Regions from separate parts of the Rattus norvegicus genome. Here region 2 is linked to region 1. Evidence: chromatin contacts called from public Hi-C data. All regions are on one chromosome and are shown on one strand. The core of a region is the stretch at or near the end of the contact, and the rest is flanking DNA. Distances in the headings are between cores, read along the strand shown. Region 1 holds the start of Adamts16 (ADAM metallopeptidase with thrombospondin type 1 motif, 16). Region 2 holds the start of Ice1 (interactor of little elongation complex ELL subunit 1).

The links. Hi-C and Micro-C count contacts between places; a contact is called where the count stands out from the background.
Region 2: a contact with region 1 is called in a Hi-C map of kidney, with 8 times the contacts expected there. The contact joins the promoter of Ice1 here to the promoter of Adamts16 in region 1. A contact is called at or near these places in 11 of 12 Hi-C or Micro-C datasets (the A7r5 cell line, Schwann cells, frontal cortex and 6 more) and 1 of 1 datasets of contacts at active chromatin or transcription factors (oligodendrocytes).

The regions. Positions count from the first base shown.
Region 1 is chr1:34,253,795-34,261,683 of GRCr8, reverse strand. It overlaps Adamts16 (ADAM metallopeptidase with thrombospondin type 1 motif, 16), which reads right to left and starts at 2,785. Exons shown (of 23, transcript NM_001372015.2): 1 at 2,504-2,785; 2 at 2,291-2,393. The coding sequence starts at 2,563.
Region 2 is chr1:34,464,978-34,472,866 of GRCr8, reverse strand. It overlaps Ice1 (interactor of little elongation complex ELL subunit 1), which reads right to left and starts at 4,028. Exons shown (of 19, transcript NM_001427643.1): 1 at 3,727-4,028. The coding sequence starts at 3,807.

The sequences.
Region 1 (7,889 bases), core at 1,536-4,035:
CATCAATGTAAGTAAGTAAAATAAGACCCAGAAAAACAAATATAAACTGTTTCTTACTAGGGAGCTGACAGTTTGCACATGTGTGTAAAACATACTCATGTACAATATTTAAATTAGAAATGAGACTGCCTGGGGCAATGAACAAGAATGGAGGGAGGCAGAGGTGGTCAGTACCCTTAGCCTCTGAGCAATCTCTCTATCCCCCAGCTAAAAGCCTAAAGAATTTCTGAAGTTTGCCTTGAGATCTGGAAGCTCAAAGTTTTTAAAAAGCTTAAAATCTGTGCCATGCTCTTGCAGAAACCATGGATGTTATCACAATGACAAATATGGAAGAAAACCACTGAGGAAACAAGAAATAAAAGGCAATAAAAAGCCATCAAGATGTAAATCGATGCATTCGTGCTTGATAACTCAATTTATCTCAGTTTAGTTATCCATCATTGCCTCAAGGGGTCTGTGAGGCTCCCTTCCCTACTGCATAATTACTGCACAAATGCAGCAAAAACAGCCAAAACCCTTACAGTTCTCACCTTAGGTCAAACTCAAAACAGCTCAAAAGAGTTAATTAAAAAAATTACCAGGGGTTGGGGATTTAGCTCTGAGCTCTGGTAGAGTGCTTGCCTAGCAAGCGCAAGGCCCTGGGTTTGGTCCCCAGCTCCGAAAAAAAAAAAAAAAAAAAAAAAGAGAAAGAAAGAAAAAGAAAAAAAATTTACCTTGTATCATGGACATGAGCCATGCACAATATGCAGACCTGAAGGTCACATGTGCTCTGTCACACCTTGCCTCTGCTGCGTGACTGCTGTCCACTCTGCCTCTTTCTCTTTTGATAACCAGGAAGGGGCTACGGTATCTTGCCTCCACAAGTTAACACCAGCTTGCAAGAACTCACACCCTCTCTGCACACTAGGCAAGTGAGAGTCTCCCATGAAAGCACTGCCTCTGGGATCCAGGACCGAGACATTAGGCATGAGAAGCCTGCCTGTGGCCTTGGGCACTAAGCTTGTCTTCTCTTCCTGAATAGTGTTCTGTCTATAATGTTATCATCTTGGATAACACTTCATCAGTGCAATAGAAGTGTCCCAAGTGGGATGGCTGGGTTACTCAGCCTGCTCCATGCTGTCTGACAACCAGAGTTTGATCCCTGAACTCCCACAAGTTGTCCCGTGACCACAATGCCATGCACCCTACACACATAATAAATTAATGTACAAAATGCCACGAGTCCCTATGGGATTTTTCCGATTTTATTCTGAAAGCAGAGCAAAGTTCTAAGTTAGAGCATGGACACCTCCTGTGGGTCCTGATGTTTCGGGAATAGAAATAAGAGGAGTAGAAGCTGGTTGGAGATGCAGGTGACAGAGGGTGGACTTCAAACACAATCAGCCTTCCCTTGCAGAGGCTAAGTCACTGTACTGTTTGCGTCTGGCGCCCTCCAGTGGCACTCAGGTCGAGATTCATCTAACCCTTAACAATAAGAAGAATTCAGTTCTAAGTTTATCATGAGGAAGAAAGCGATAATGAAGATATCCGGAGTGTCAGTTCTTTAATTGTGTACATCTTCTGAAACTCTGCCGAGAAGATTAAACCTGGCTCGCCTCTGGTCGCCAATTCTCCTAACATTCTCAGGCTAATTCATCCCAAGACAGGACAGGGTGAGTAAAGTCCAGCCTTTGCTATGGACCCAGCTCGGAGTAGAGCCTCCTAGCAAGTGCGCTTGTTCGCTTTCTTGGTCATCAGCTGTCATTGCTAGGACACTTCACAGGGGACAGTCACTTGTGAATAATCACTGAGATGACTGTGCCTTGTAGAAGACTCCGATTCTAGTCCAAGGAGGTCCAGGACAGAACACTAATATTCCCCGGGATGTCCCCTGTGCTAGTGATATTAAGTGGCCTTTTGTTTCTTCCTGTGACAGTCAAAGGTGGAGAAGGCTGAAAGGCAAGAGGGGAGATGCTGGAGTGGGGACTACGTTGCTTAAGATAGATTTGGTGTATACATTAATGTTGCTTTCACTGTGTTAATATATAGAGTGACCTGGAGTCTCCCTACGCTCAGATATATCACCCCTTCTCCAATGTAACACTGGCTATTTTACCATTTTACTAGGAAATATGATACAGACATTGGTCGGAAGTTATTCGTGAGCGTGTGCTCAGAATGAAATGTAAAAGCAGGATGGTATCTTCAAAGCTTTTGGCGTCCTAAGCCCCAGGAGGCTTTTAGACCAGTGTAGAGGGGGTTGTGGCCGCTTACCTGTGAGGAACCGAGAGTTCCCACCACGCGAACTTACCGCTGGTTTCCAGCCAGTCCGACCCGGAGGAAGAGGGAGGATGAGGGTCTCCCAGGCGCTCAGTCGCTGCAGCTGCAGCTCCTAGGGCGCACGCAGGTGTTTGCTAGAAAAAAAAAAATGAGGACACCTCAGTAAAACGGCACTGCAGAGTTCGGCCGAGGGAGGAATGCACTTCCAGCCTTCAGAGACTATGCTGGCCCTAGCGCCACTCACCTGCTCACTGAGCTGCGCCAGCAACAGCACCCAGAGCGCAAAGCAACCGCGGGGTTCCATCCCTGTGTGCCCCGCGGGCTCACAGGACTCAGCTCAGTGGTCTAGATTGGGTCACTGGTGTTAGCAGTGTGCTAGGGTGCAGAGGATCGACCCGGCAAAATCGCAGGGGTTCCAGGCAGCGACTCCACCACACACATCGGAGTTATCACTGCAGCTTCGCTCTGCACCAGGGGGTGGAGTGGCAATGGTGGCGGGGGCGGCAGAGCACTCGCCTCAACCATGGGACAGCCGGGAGGAGGGTAGGGAAGGAGAGGGCAGGGCTAGGGAGGGCAAAGGAGAGGAGAGGGGAGGGGATAGAGGAGGGAGTAAAGCAGGGAGGAGGGGTACAAGGGGGAGGAGGGTCAGAGAGGAGTGGCAGGGAGAGGAGATGAAGCAGACCTGTGGTAAGCACTGGGCATCCTTCACACATATAACCCAGCAGGGGGGTGTTTTGTCCGCTTACCTGAGAACATGGGGTAGAGACAAGGTCAGTAGTATCTAACCATCCACTCTTGCTCTTTTGTGAAAACTCTCCTGGTGTGTTACTCCAAAGTCCTCTGCCAACTGCACTGCTGCAGTTCTGTGGGACGTCTCACCTAAGGGCAAAACGGAGAGCTGATATTAGCTCTACTCCATTCCTCCCCGTGCTACAGCCCCTCTGGCGCCCGCCTTTCCTTCTAGTGGGTGGTGTACTGGGAGGAGTGGATCTGCTTATGAATGAATGTGAATCCTTCATGGCCCGGGTGAATGGGGCAGGGCAGGGCAGGGCCGAGCAGGCTATTCGGAACCTGAGTTTCTTTCCCACACCTCTACTTTTGTATTAGACAGCAGTGACTGATTTCAGGTTCACTTTATCCTCTGGCTGGCCTGCTGGGAGAGTAGGTGTGCGATCGCTGGGTTCACAGGGTATCCTATTAGGAAGTGTAGGAGCCCCAACCTAGACCAGAACAGGTCCATCCAAGGCAACCAGTGAGTGCTCTTGCTCTAGGCCTGCATCCTGGCACATCATGGCCTCTGTATGTTTTTTAGTATGAGCATCTTTTGTGACCATCAATGACTGAGAGTGTCTTCCGCAGCATGGGTACAGGTACATACCGCACTGAGTACACAGGTAGGTGTTTCTGCAAGTGTAGCTGCCAATAACTGTCCATCCCAGCAGGTGCCCTCCACCCACGGTCTGTCTGTCTGTCTCAGGTCCCAGGCTCCCATGCAGCTGCCATTCTAGGGTCCTCCATTTGCAGCTGCACTAACCTTGCCTGGTTGCAAGGCCGAGAAGGGGGATGGCATGGCAGTAGTGGCTGCAGTTTTCAGGGTGCTCACCCCAGCCTACACTGAGCCCAGATGCCCCGGAATGGCTCTATATATGCCTAAAGTGTCAAACATCTCAGAAAGGATGGTGAAATCGAGATGAACTGATCTGCGTATTCATATCCACACCCCTCTCTTCTGTGCTCTCTCTCTCTCTCTCTCTCTCTCTCTCTCTCTCTCTCTCTCTCTCTCTCTCTCAGTTGTTCATATGGAAAATGTCTGCAAAGAGTACAGTTTTGTTGTCTATTGTTTCATTCTTTTACACTTTTACAATTCCATACACATAAACTATGTTCTTTTATTAAAGCTGCCCATTATCTCCTCTTAACCCCCTCTCTTTGCCCTCTCTTGTTTCCAAACATCTCCCTCCTCCTCCTTCTCTCTCTCTCTCTCTCTCTCTCTCTCTCTCTCTCTCTCTCTCACACACACACACACACACACACAGGTGTGCACAGAGAGAGACGGGGAGGGGGAGGGGAGAGGAGTGGGCAGGGGGAGGGGGAAGGGGGGAAGGAGAGGAGTTCATTAGGGCTTCCTGAATGACCATGGAGAGTAGTTATTGGAACAGGGGCAATGTACCAGTGGCTATGTCACTGAGAAAGATGGCTCCCTCACTCCTGCAACCTTTAACTATCTGTAGTCCCTACAGGAGGGTAGGGCCTGATAAGGCTTGTCTGTGATGGAACTCTAATGGGACGTTTTACAAAGGTTTCACACAAGCAGCCTCGGATGCTATGAGTTCACAATACCAATCTTTCAGGCAAGAATTACCCACCAGTCCAATAGTGGTGTGGCTGCTTGGGGGTTAGCCACAGGCTTTCTTGTTGGATTTTAGGCCCAATACATTGGAAAAAAATCATACCTGATACAATAACCTGGTCAAAGCTCAGCTGGGGATGTCAGAGGCCCTCTGAAGGAACCTGAGACAGTTACAAAGTATCCAACTGACTTTTAAATTGTTATTCTAATACCCATTGTCTTAGGGTTTTCTGTTGCTGTGATTAAAACACCATGAGGAAAATCAACTTGGAGAACAAAGTTTGTATTACATTTTGTATTACCTCATCCAGGGAAGTCAGGAAGGAACCTGGAGGTAGGAATTGGTGCAGAAGCTACAGAGGAGTGCTGCCCTGTTGAACTGTTCCTCATGGCTTGGTCAGCCTGGCCTTCTTAGTAACTAGAACTGTCAGCCTGGGAGTGGTGCAGCCTTCAGAACTGTTACTTCTCACATTAATCACCGATCAAGAAAATGTACCCCAGGCTTGCCCATAAGCCAATCTGGTAGAGGCATTTTCTCAGTTGAGAATCCCTCTTTCAGGTGAGTCCCATTTGTGTCATGTTGAGATTTAACCAGCCACTACAAACATGAACTAGTGTTGCTTTTAACTTTAGTTACAAAAACCGACATTTTAACTTTTATGCAAAGGTCTGAATGTGAAACTGTCCTTCAAATAGCTGTATCTTCTCTGTCTCCTCCTTCCCCAGTTCACTCCTCAGAGTCATGCTCTCAGCCATGGGCTGGGACAGACCAAGGTGGGCAGCACTGGAAGTTCTCCCAAATGACGCCTAGAAAGAGGAGGGCTTCTTCTGGGTGGGTGCAGAGCCTCACGTGTTTGGTAAGTGGGGGTTCTAATTATCCCCAGTCCTGGCCAGGGTGACTTGAAGGGAACCAGACTGTCTGTGGAGATGCCTGGAGCTTTCTTTCACAAGTTCCAAGACCCAGAAAGAAGGACAGATGGCTGAAATTATACATTTGCTCTTACAATGTAACCTAACACAGTCTCAATGAGACTTCCCATGGTGAAGAGGCAATGTTTTTTACTAGGGCAGATCCCTTCCATTTTCCTTGCCTGTTCAAGAAATCCAGTGTTCACGATAGAGCCAGGCTCTTGGAACAACACATGGGCTGACCGAGACTGAGAAGAGCGGAAGGTCAGAGGTTAAAGTGCTGTAACATGCCCTCCTCTAGGAGGAGCCACAGGGAAGGATGGGGAAGAGGGCAAATGACTGAAAAGGGATGGGTAGAATTGAATGCCCACACCTCATGGGGTTTGTCCCCACAATACTGGTGCCTGGTCTCCAAAATGTATAGACAGAGGATAAACTAATTCAGAATGTAAAGTGCTATAATATAAAAGGTCCTACTTCAAAGCAAGAGTCCAAACAGTCTTCACCTTGCAGCTTCCTGAGACTCCAGCACTTCACGAACTGAGTCCATGTTTAGGAACATGAAGGTCAGCCTGCTATAGCCTTGTCTGCCTTGCTGCCTGGATTTGTGAATACAGGTGTTTTGGAACTTGGCCAGTTGGTTTACAAATTGTCTATGACTGCAGTTAACTCCAGTGGTCCGTGAAGGCCGGCCGGCTTACTGTTGTTCTCTGTGGATGCATTGCTTCTTCTAATTGGGGGGCTGCATTGTCTCCTCATGACAGCAGGGCCTCATTAAGAAGTCCTTGTGATGGACTGGTGGAGTACCTCGGAGGCAGACACTTGCCTGGCATGAAGGAGGCTGCAGTTCCATTCTTAGCAGTACAGGGGGAAGCAAGTTGTTTGAGAGAGTGAAATAGGGAAAATGGAAGTGCTTTGCCAAATGTCTGGGGTAAAGAAGCTTAGAAGTGCTGACCTTTCTGCTATGCTGCCCCTTTCCAGACTGGAGAAGCAGAGCCGTTTTCCCCCTGAGGAAGCAGAATTAGATAAGGACTTAACTTTGTCATTAGGCTTTTGTGAAGCACATAAGCTTTGACTCCAAGCAATGCAAACTGATATAGAACATTACCTGGAATGAAAAACTGCCATTCACACAACTGCATTGACAGAGGTTTGTGTGTGTGTGTGTGTGTGTGTGTGTGTGTGTGTGTGTGATTTGTGTGAGCATGCTACAAGGACTGCTTAGTTTGTACTGTGGTGGTCCCAGGTTTGGAAGTCAGCCAAACAGCTGGGATCACAATGGCCACAGAGACTCAGGGGATACTGAGGACAGGTCCCGATGGCAAAGTCTTGCAGTTCATGTTCTTTTCTGAATGATTTGTATGGGTATTTGGCACTTCCTGCAGGCTGGAAGAGCACAGTGCCATTGGCACAGAGACAGGGTATTGTCCAGTAACTTTGCAGTTTGGAGGACTGAGAAGCATTAAGGCTCCTCCTCACAAGTCACAGGTGAGCAGCTGTCCCACAGAGAAGGCAGAACAGTTCAGGTTACCACACCTGACACTACTAACTCCACTGTTCCATGGAAGGGTTGGACCAGGTCAGGCTAAAGGACATTTCTACCCCAGCCTCTCCTTTGATCCCACTTGAGGGTACTTTCTAAACCTGGAAATAGAATTTCTCCTCCATCAGGAAAATTAAGGATAGTAAGAAGTAATACAAGTATTTTTATGAAAGAAATTAAAAATGTTCAGTCTGGGGAAAAATCAGGGCTGAGTCCAGCCATCTACCCTATTGGTTAGGGCTTCCTGGGATCACAGGGAGCATAGCTTTGGAACTCAGGATGCTGAAGAACTTCTCTTCTGCACCAGATGGGAACTCCTACCACTCGTTGTGATCAAGCCCTATCTGACCACAGCACCTCCCTGATGAGATCTCTAAGTCTCGGGGACAAATCAGAATTGTCTTGATGGCTGAGAGGGGAAGGCAGAACCACCCTGGACTCCTGCAACCTCTAGATCACCCTGGACCTCTGCAATCTGCTGCTCACCCTGGACCTTTGGAATCTGCTGGTCACCATGGACTTTTGCAATCTGCTGCTCACTACATGGCACAGTTTTCTTCCATTTTGAGATGTCACAGTTCGAAGACAAAGAGAAGAAAGAGAAGCTGAAAGCAGGAAGGGCAGGCAGCATTTGGGGCAGGAGTTCAAAATTGCTCATTTGTGTTTATCTCCTTCAGTGAACTGAACATGGATACTTCCAATAATAGCAACAATGTACACAGTGGTATACTATGTTCTCAGAATGACACTACCTATACTACTAATCACATATTATGAAATCCAAGTTTATATTAACAGTATATGATTCTTCGTTATGTAAGTAGTGGT
Region 2 (7,889 bases), core at 2,779-5,278, 210 kb before region 1:
TGTTTGGAACTGAACTTCCTGAATAGTGAGATCAGCAAATATGGGAGGTGGAGGGCCCTCTTGGTCCAGCTGACCCCCATTCCTGTGTGCAGGTAGGGGTCAACTGTCAACAGTTCTAGGAAAGGAAGGGGTCCTCTTGGTTAGGGTAGGGTTAGTGATCTCTGCAGGTATCTAACAACTACTCTCTCAGGCTTCATGTTTTAGCTCCTGGAGCTCCTTTACAAGTTGAGGATCCTTTAAATGAAGTACTTCTGACCAGTTTCCTGTTCTGGGGACTCTCGGCAGCTATTACATGCTGACCAACTCTAATGCAAAGTGCAGAGTCTCAAATGTTCCCCCAAAAGGAAAGTGACTTCCAACATCCAATCCCTTGGCTTAAATCTAAAACCGTGTAACTCAATGCTTGCCTAATTTACATAGCACCAACAGACTCACCCCCACTGGTTTTTGTGACTAGTGAGATTCTAGAACTTGTGGCTGCTGGGCTGCAGATCAGTAACAAATGACTACAACCCGAAGGTGAAGAGTGCTCTGTGAAACTAACAAAAGATACTTAAGATGCTGGCAAGCACAGCTGCCTTTAGATACATTTCTGACACAGCAGATAAAAAGGCAACGGTATCTTCCACATTAAAGAAAACAAGGGCCAGACCGACAGCAAGGTGTTCCGCAAGCAAAGACTATTCAGTTCAGAACTAGCTACCCTAAGACTCCAAGTCAGAATGAAGGTCCAGCACCAGGGCAGGGGCAACTGTGGGAAAGACTATTTGGAGAGCTGCAGGAATGAGAAGTATCAGTGGCTTCTTCTGATATTTCTCTCCTGAAAAGTTCAAGCTACAAACACTACTTGCTGTAGTGATGTCCAGCCATCTTTCTCCTCCTGACAGGCCAGCAACCCAATTCCTGTAGAAGTCTCCTTATCTTTTCCTACCCCTCCCCATTCCATGCTTTCTTCAAGGGACCAGACCCAGCTGCCAGATTCCCCTCAGAAGCTAGGAATTGTCAGAGCTCAAATAACTCAATATACTACCTAACCCCTCCCCCAGAAAAAGATTATTATGAACTCCAAGCCATAGAAACCTAAAACTGGCTTCCGTTACCTTGGAAGTATATTAGAACATTTCAAATACACTCCACAAACTTCTGAAAAATAGCTAAAATTCCCCAGTCTAATGTTTTAAAGTTTTAGCCCCAGATTTCCAACAACCTTTCTACCTCAGCTTCCTTTCCTTCTTCACCATACTTCATGTGGTTATTCAAAGGCTGAAATCTTGGTACCCTCCACACCCCAAACATGAGAACCATTCTAACACTTCACCCTACTCTGTTTCTCACTCTCAGGGCTTTTCCTACTGTCATTCTGTTCCCTAGAGCTTCTGATGAACTCCTCACTGTAATGCTTACTGGGTCACATTAGTGAGCTAATTTACCTTTAGTCAAACACCGCTCCCATTCGTCAGTTCATCTTGTGCCTTCCACCTGTGACTTTTGAGCTTTACTACACACTTAGCTTTGGTGATGACAAAAGCTTCCATCTCTCATCATACAGGAAATAAGCACAGAACCTCCTAGGATGTTCTATCATCTGCTAGGGACCCATCTTCCCAGGCTCGCTTTGCAAATGCTATCAGAACTCAATGCTATCTCTGAAACACTACTGCCTGAAAAGCCCTCTCAGAAGCTACCCTTCTCTTGGTGGGAGCACGGCCCTGGGACTCTTACTCTTGCTTTCACACCTCAGTGGCAAGTGTGAACAATGTTCCACAGTTACTTATGATCTTGCCTCTGACAGAACAAAGTTTACATACCAGGTGTATACAGAGCTAAAAGAACCTCTCCTCTACTCACTATTCACCAATGTGAGAGTATGGCTTGGAGGGAAGGGAAAAAAAAGATGCCCTTGGGAATCAAAAGCAGTAGCTTCTAGGCCATAGATTAGAATGCTTCCAACAGTGAAGGTGGTAAGAAATAGAGATGGCAGGGTCAAGAAACCCAGCAAACCAACCGGATCCAGGGTGTCAAAGAAGGGAGGCACTAAGATGGTCACCAGTTTCTGGCCTAAGCAACCTAAAGAACTCAATGGTACTGCTGATTCAACAGGACAGGGACTCGTGGTGGGCAGTGTGTGGATGAAGCTCTGCAGAGGGCTGAGAGGCATGGGTCACACAGCTGTTTGTACAAATATACCTGCAGTGACTCACCACCTCATCCGGGGAAGCTCAAGCTCATACAACCAGGGCTCTTCTGGCTATTTTGACATCTGCAAATACTAAAGTCTACCCTGCCTCACGGGCCTTCATCTTCTTCACAAGCACACCAGGAATTACTTCGGGCCTCAAGGCATCCACTAGGATGTCTGGCTCCAAAGAAAATAATCAAAAGAACTCATACTCCTACAACCTTGCTCAAATATGATTTTTCCGAAGACCACAAAATCCCAGCCTCTTCAGGCCTGGTTCTTACCCACTCAAGCCCCTCCTATTTTTTGCCTGTTTGTTACCAATATGTTACTTCTAATATAACTTTCCTCTTCTCTTTACATATACATTTACATATAAACCAGTAGGATAACAAAAAAAAATTTGAGTGAATAGGCTCAAAACACAAATATGGTCCATTAAAGATGCATGCCATTCAGAACCTTGGAAAGGAAGGGGAGGGTTATAAGATGTCTACACGATGTAGCCTCGCTACAACATGGCTTGGTTCTCCATCTTCTCCATACAAGAGTGCCATATTTCCCATTTCCTATTCCCCAAACGACTAGAATATATGAATCGTCGCAGAGACATTGCACTTTACAATAAAAATCAGGTTTCCACAGATAACTACCTGGTCTGCATCCCTTATCTCACCAACCACAAGGCTTCCTTCCACAGGCTTTGCTCATCCAACACCAAGAAACCGTCCCACCTGTTAAAAACCGATATCCGGAGCTGCTTTTCAACATTCCAACTCCCACTGCCTCAACACCTCACCCAGGACCCTCTTACATTTTCCATCTAAAAGCCTGTCGAGTAGTACTTGTGCACGTTCGTTCATCTTATCCGTGTCCAGTTGGCTTACCAGAAAGTGAACAGTACTTAGAACACCAGGCAGAAAGGGGACGAACTGAACAGGGGCAAGGGCGAGTTCCCTTATGCCACTGACAATAATTGAACGGGACTTTAAGACAGAAAGCTGTGAGAGTCTCCAGAACTGAGCACTGGGGACTACTTCCATTGCATCAGTAAAGCCCAGAACCTATCTGCAATGATTCATTGTTAAGAACAGGGCATGCCACTGTAACAAACTAACCAGACCTACATATCTTCATTGGGACATTTTAATCAGACAACTAACATACTACTTAACAAAAGCTACGCTTGATGGTATATTAATAGATACGTGTAAGCTGAAATGTATCTTCCGAATCTTGAAGTCTAGCAAACCGGGAACGCAACATAAAACCCTTGCCTTCAAGCAACAAATAATTAGGAGTGCGAGGAGGCCTTCATCCCAGAGAGGATGATTCCCTCCGCACTTAGACAGCGTCACCCACCAACCCAATTCGGCCCTGCAAACCCCTGAGTCCCGCAGGCGAGAAGGAGCCCAGAAGAGCACGCTCACTGTCCCCCGCCAGCATCGCAGCAGCTGAACCAATTCTGGGTCTGAGATTAAACAAAGCACCCGCACCCGCACCCGCCCCCAAAACAACGCAAACCGGTCGGCCATGGATCCTCGCACCTGCTGCAGGGAGGCGCAGCCTTGACACCGCGCGAGGTCGGCTGGCCCGGGCGCCGCCGGGTGCGTTTCGCCGGGCATCATGGTGCTGCGGCCCGGCCTGCAGGGCGCGCGCTCAGGGGCCCGCTGCCTCGGCCCTGCTCCGCCGCCCGGGCCACCGCCAGCCTGGCCGCTTCCCGCCGGGCGCGGGCAGGTCCATGCGTGCACTGAGGTCCCCGTCGAGCCGGCCTAAGGCTCGGACCAGCGAAGCAGCTCAGAGCACTGAGGAGCGGCGCAGCCCGGAGGGCCTAAAGCGACGACAGCACACGAGGTCCCCGCCCCACCCGGCCCCGCCCCCATCAGGGCTGTCCGCAGCCCCGCCTGATTAAAAAGCCAACACGCAGCGGGACCGCACAAAGAGCAAATCCCTAGGACACACCCTGGAAGAGCTGAACAAGAGCCAGGTCCTGCCCTCACTAACTGTCTGTGCGCCCCTGTCAGCTGCCTCATTACAGGCCCTGTGTAGACATCTAAATCCCTTTAGCCTCCAAGGGGCGGGGTTTTGTGACGTCATTGTCATGCCTACTGCCAAGGGAGGACCCGAGCCTGGGTCTGCAGAGTGCAAGTTGCAGAGCTGAACTGTTCTCCCAGTAGTCAAGTAGGGAGCGGAAGAAAAACTACAATTCCCGGAATGCCTCGCGGCATCGGGGGCGAACACCCTCCTAGGCCATCCTCCAGGGCTCCGTGCTCTACAGCTAATGTGTGGGGTGTGTCTGCACATAGCACACGGAATAACTTCTTCGAGCGGTTTCCCAACCACGGTCACATTTCTGCTGGAGAGGTGAAAAGGCAAGATCCACATTCAGCCTTAACAGCAACTAGAAATCAGGGCTTGATCTCTGGTGGACCTCCTAACATTGTATCCACTACTCTCAGAAATGTTCTTTGTTGCCATCAGTATCTGTCTACTAGGAAGTTTCTGGCGGTTCCTGGTCTTCTGTTACAAAGTCCCAATCTCTGAAATTTCAACAATACTGTTGCATTTATTAAGAGGGCATCCAGACCTGTCGGTCCTGTGGCGATGATGTCTCGTGATGGAAAGTACACCTCAGACGCCTCGCACACTGTTCCTTTCTTCAAGCTATCTTCTTTGAGGTTGAAAAGACCAAACAGATACTCCAAAACAGCTGAACGTCTTGTCATTGTTGTTCACACCCAAGCAAGACAGGCCCATAACCTGACACACAGTCTGTGTAGACGGCCCAGGTTTCCTCAGAGGCTGGCAACAGAATGTGTAAGACTACAAGCAGAACATTGGGTTGGGGTTGAGGGTCAGAGCCAATCCCTGGTAACTAAAAAGTTAGGCCTGGCTGCCTAACCTCAACAGGCCAACTAAAGGACACAATTTATAGTTAAAAACAGAAAAACATATATCCAAAGTGATCACATTAGAAAGAAAAAGATCCAGTAACTACCTCCACCCTCAGCTGTGACTTCAAGTCCATCTTGAGAGTCATGACACAGGTTTAGGTTTAAGTGAAGAGCAGGAGGCATGTATAAGTAATCATGGTGTCTGTGGCCCTTCCTATCATAAATCCATCATTGTGTTGGCTCTAGTTTCTGTTGAAAGGCAAACTTTGACAAGCTGCCAAAACTTTGAGGAAAGTCTTTGTCTAGATATAGGCTTCTGTTCTGGTTGGTCCTTGGTTTCAACCATTTCCTTCTTCCAACATGGAATTCCTGTGGATACAAGGATCAGTGGTCTCACAGTGGGGTTGGGGCCCAGGACACTAGACTATCTCTCTTTCTTTATCTAGAATCAATCTCTCTCTCTCTCTCTCTCTCTCTCTCTCTCTCTCTTTCTCTCTCTTTCTTTCTGGGACAGTTAGAGAAGGGGAAGTGAGTAGATGCAGGAGAGAACAGTGTGCCTTGTGAAGCAAACCATGTCATCCATTAGGGACCAGGGAAATTGATGTTGACCCTGACAACTGTCCAGTTCTTACTTCTGACCCATACAGATTTATCTTCACAGTAATTTTATTTCCCATCAGGGTGGGTTTATTTTTATGTATTTATTTTTAATGCAAATTGCCTTAGCAGAGAAGAAACCTCCACCCTCTCACTCTAGTATATTCTGGCAAAACTGCAACACTGCATTGCAGGGGCCTGCAAAGCTGTGTTCTGCCGCAGCACACTTCCGGCACTTGTCTCTTTTCTGAAACGCTCTGCCTGCTAACTTAACTGTGTGGAAGTCCCACTGTCCCACTTGGCCTTCCAGGCTCCCCATTTATTCCTGCAATCCTGAGTCAACACCATCTTCCTTTTTTTTTTTTTTTTTGCTTCTTAATTTCAACTAGTTTTTCTTATTTTTATTTGTTAGGGTTTTTTTTTTTTCCAAGACAGGGTTTCTCTGTAGACTTGGTTGTCCTGGAACTTGCTCTGTAGCTAGGCTGGCCTCGACCTGGAGAGAAGATCTGCCTGCTTCTGCCTCCCAAGTGCTGGGAATAAAATGTAGACCACTAGCTAACTAATTTTGCAAATACTACAATTTAAATTGTGTGGTGCCATTTTTTTTAAACCACAAGTGAGCTTTTGACATTCTTTGATGGCTCTATCTATCTCGGAAGACAGATAAATAAAACTTGCTATGGTTCTTTCCCTCCCAAACACATGCGGTAGCTTATTTCCTTTTGCGTGCTAATACGAGAATAGGAATTCACACCCACACCATTAGGTGAGCATTTAGAAGTAGAAACTCAGGCAGACAAGAAGGATTAGGTAAGGTCATCAGTGTGAAGCCCCATGATGGGGTGCAGTAGCTTCAGAAAAGCAGAGGGAGACTGGAGGAGACACACAGGGGCACTCCCTGTCCCTTGCCTTGCAATTCCCTGCCTTGGGGACTCCCCAGAGTTAAGACCACTGCCGGGTGTTCTCTTTCAGCCTTAGGCCACTGCATCAGGGAACCCTAATCAATCTCTTCTTAAAAATCACTCAGTCTGTGGCATTTTGCAACGAGAAACACCAAACAAACTTAGATTTGTTCCAGGTGTGGAGGGGATTGCTAACAGCAAGCACCCAACAACATAGGCATGTCTGAAGTAAGTGATAGATTAAGCAGGAAGAACTTTGGAGGAACAGGAACCTAGGATGTTCCAATGGATCTTCTGGAATGTTCTCGGGGCCTCAGAATATGAGAGTAAGGAACTACTCTCAGGTGAAAAGGAGGAGCCTACTGGGAATTGGGGAAAGGTCGTCCTCACCCTGGTTACAACATCACCCTGGTTACAACATCACAAGCAACTTGGCCAGGGGCTTGTAGAGGACTCAACTGCAAAGTGAGTCACTAGGAGGACGTTCTAGATTTGCTAGAGGAGATTTCAAAGCAAAGCATTTAAGCAGAACCACGACTCATACTGGACTCATACTGACTACTTTCAGTTGGATTTACGGAGAGATTCTCCAGCAAAAGTGGTGGAAAATAGCAAAGCTTCAACCTATTTACATCTCTGCAGAGTGGCAGGAAGAGATTAAGATTAAAGGCGAATTGAGGAAGCACGCGCAGAATAAGCACCCAAATCCAAAGGGAGTGGTCAGGCTACAGAGCTAGTCTGCTCTGTAGACACAGCATCCTGCTGGGATGAGTCCTTTTAGAGAATGCGGCCAGAGAACCCTTGGCTTTACTGCCCAAGGCACCTTGGATTTGTTTTCTTGCATTCAGCAGGCAAAACACCCCACAGAAAAAGCAATGAGTGTTCAGTTGTTGCTGTTTAGGTGAAGAGACTTAGAGAAATACCTAAGATTAGATATGGCCATCACTGTGGTGCCCCTGAGATGATCATTTGTGTCTTTGGAAGGGGTGAGAGGCAGACCAGAGGAAGCATCTGCTTTCCTGATCCTCAGTGCCACACTAACTGCCTTGAGACTCTACAAGAAGGCTGTCGCCTGGGTTTAGGCTTCCAGAACCATAAACGGAGTAAACTTCTGTTTAAATTTTACCCAGTTGTTGTGTTGCATTGGCAACACGAAACAGCCTAAGACCTATCTCAGCCTGCTCTTAGGAAGAAAAGACAGTACTTTAAAAAGAACATCTAGGTAGGGGCATGACATGAGTTCTGATCTCCGGCATCCAAGCCAAAGACACTATGCAGCAGTGGGCATTTAGGAGGAAGAAACTGAAGGAGCTCTTG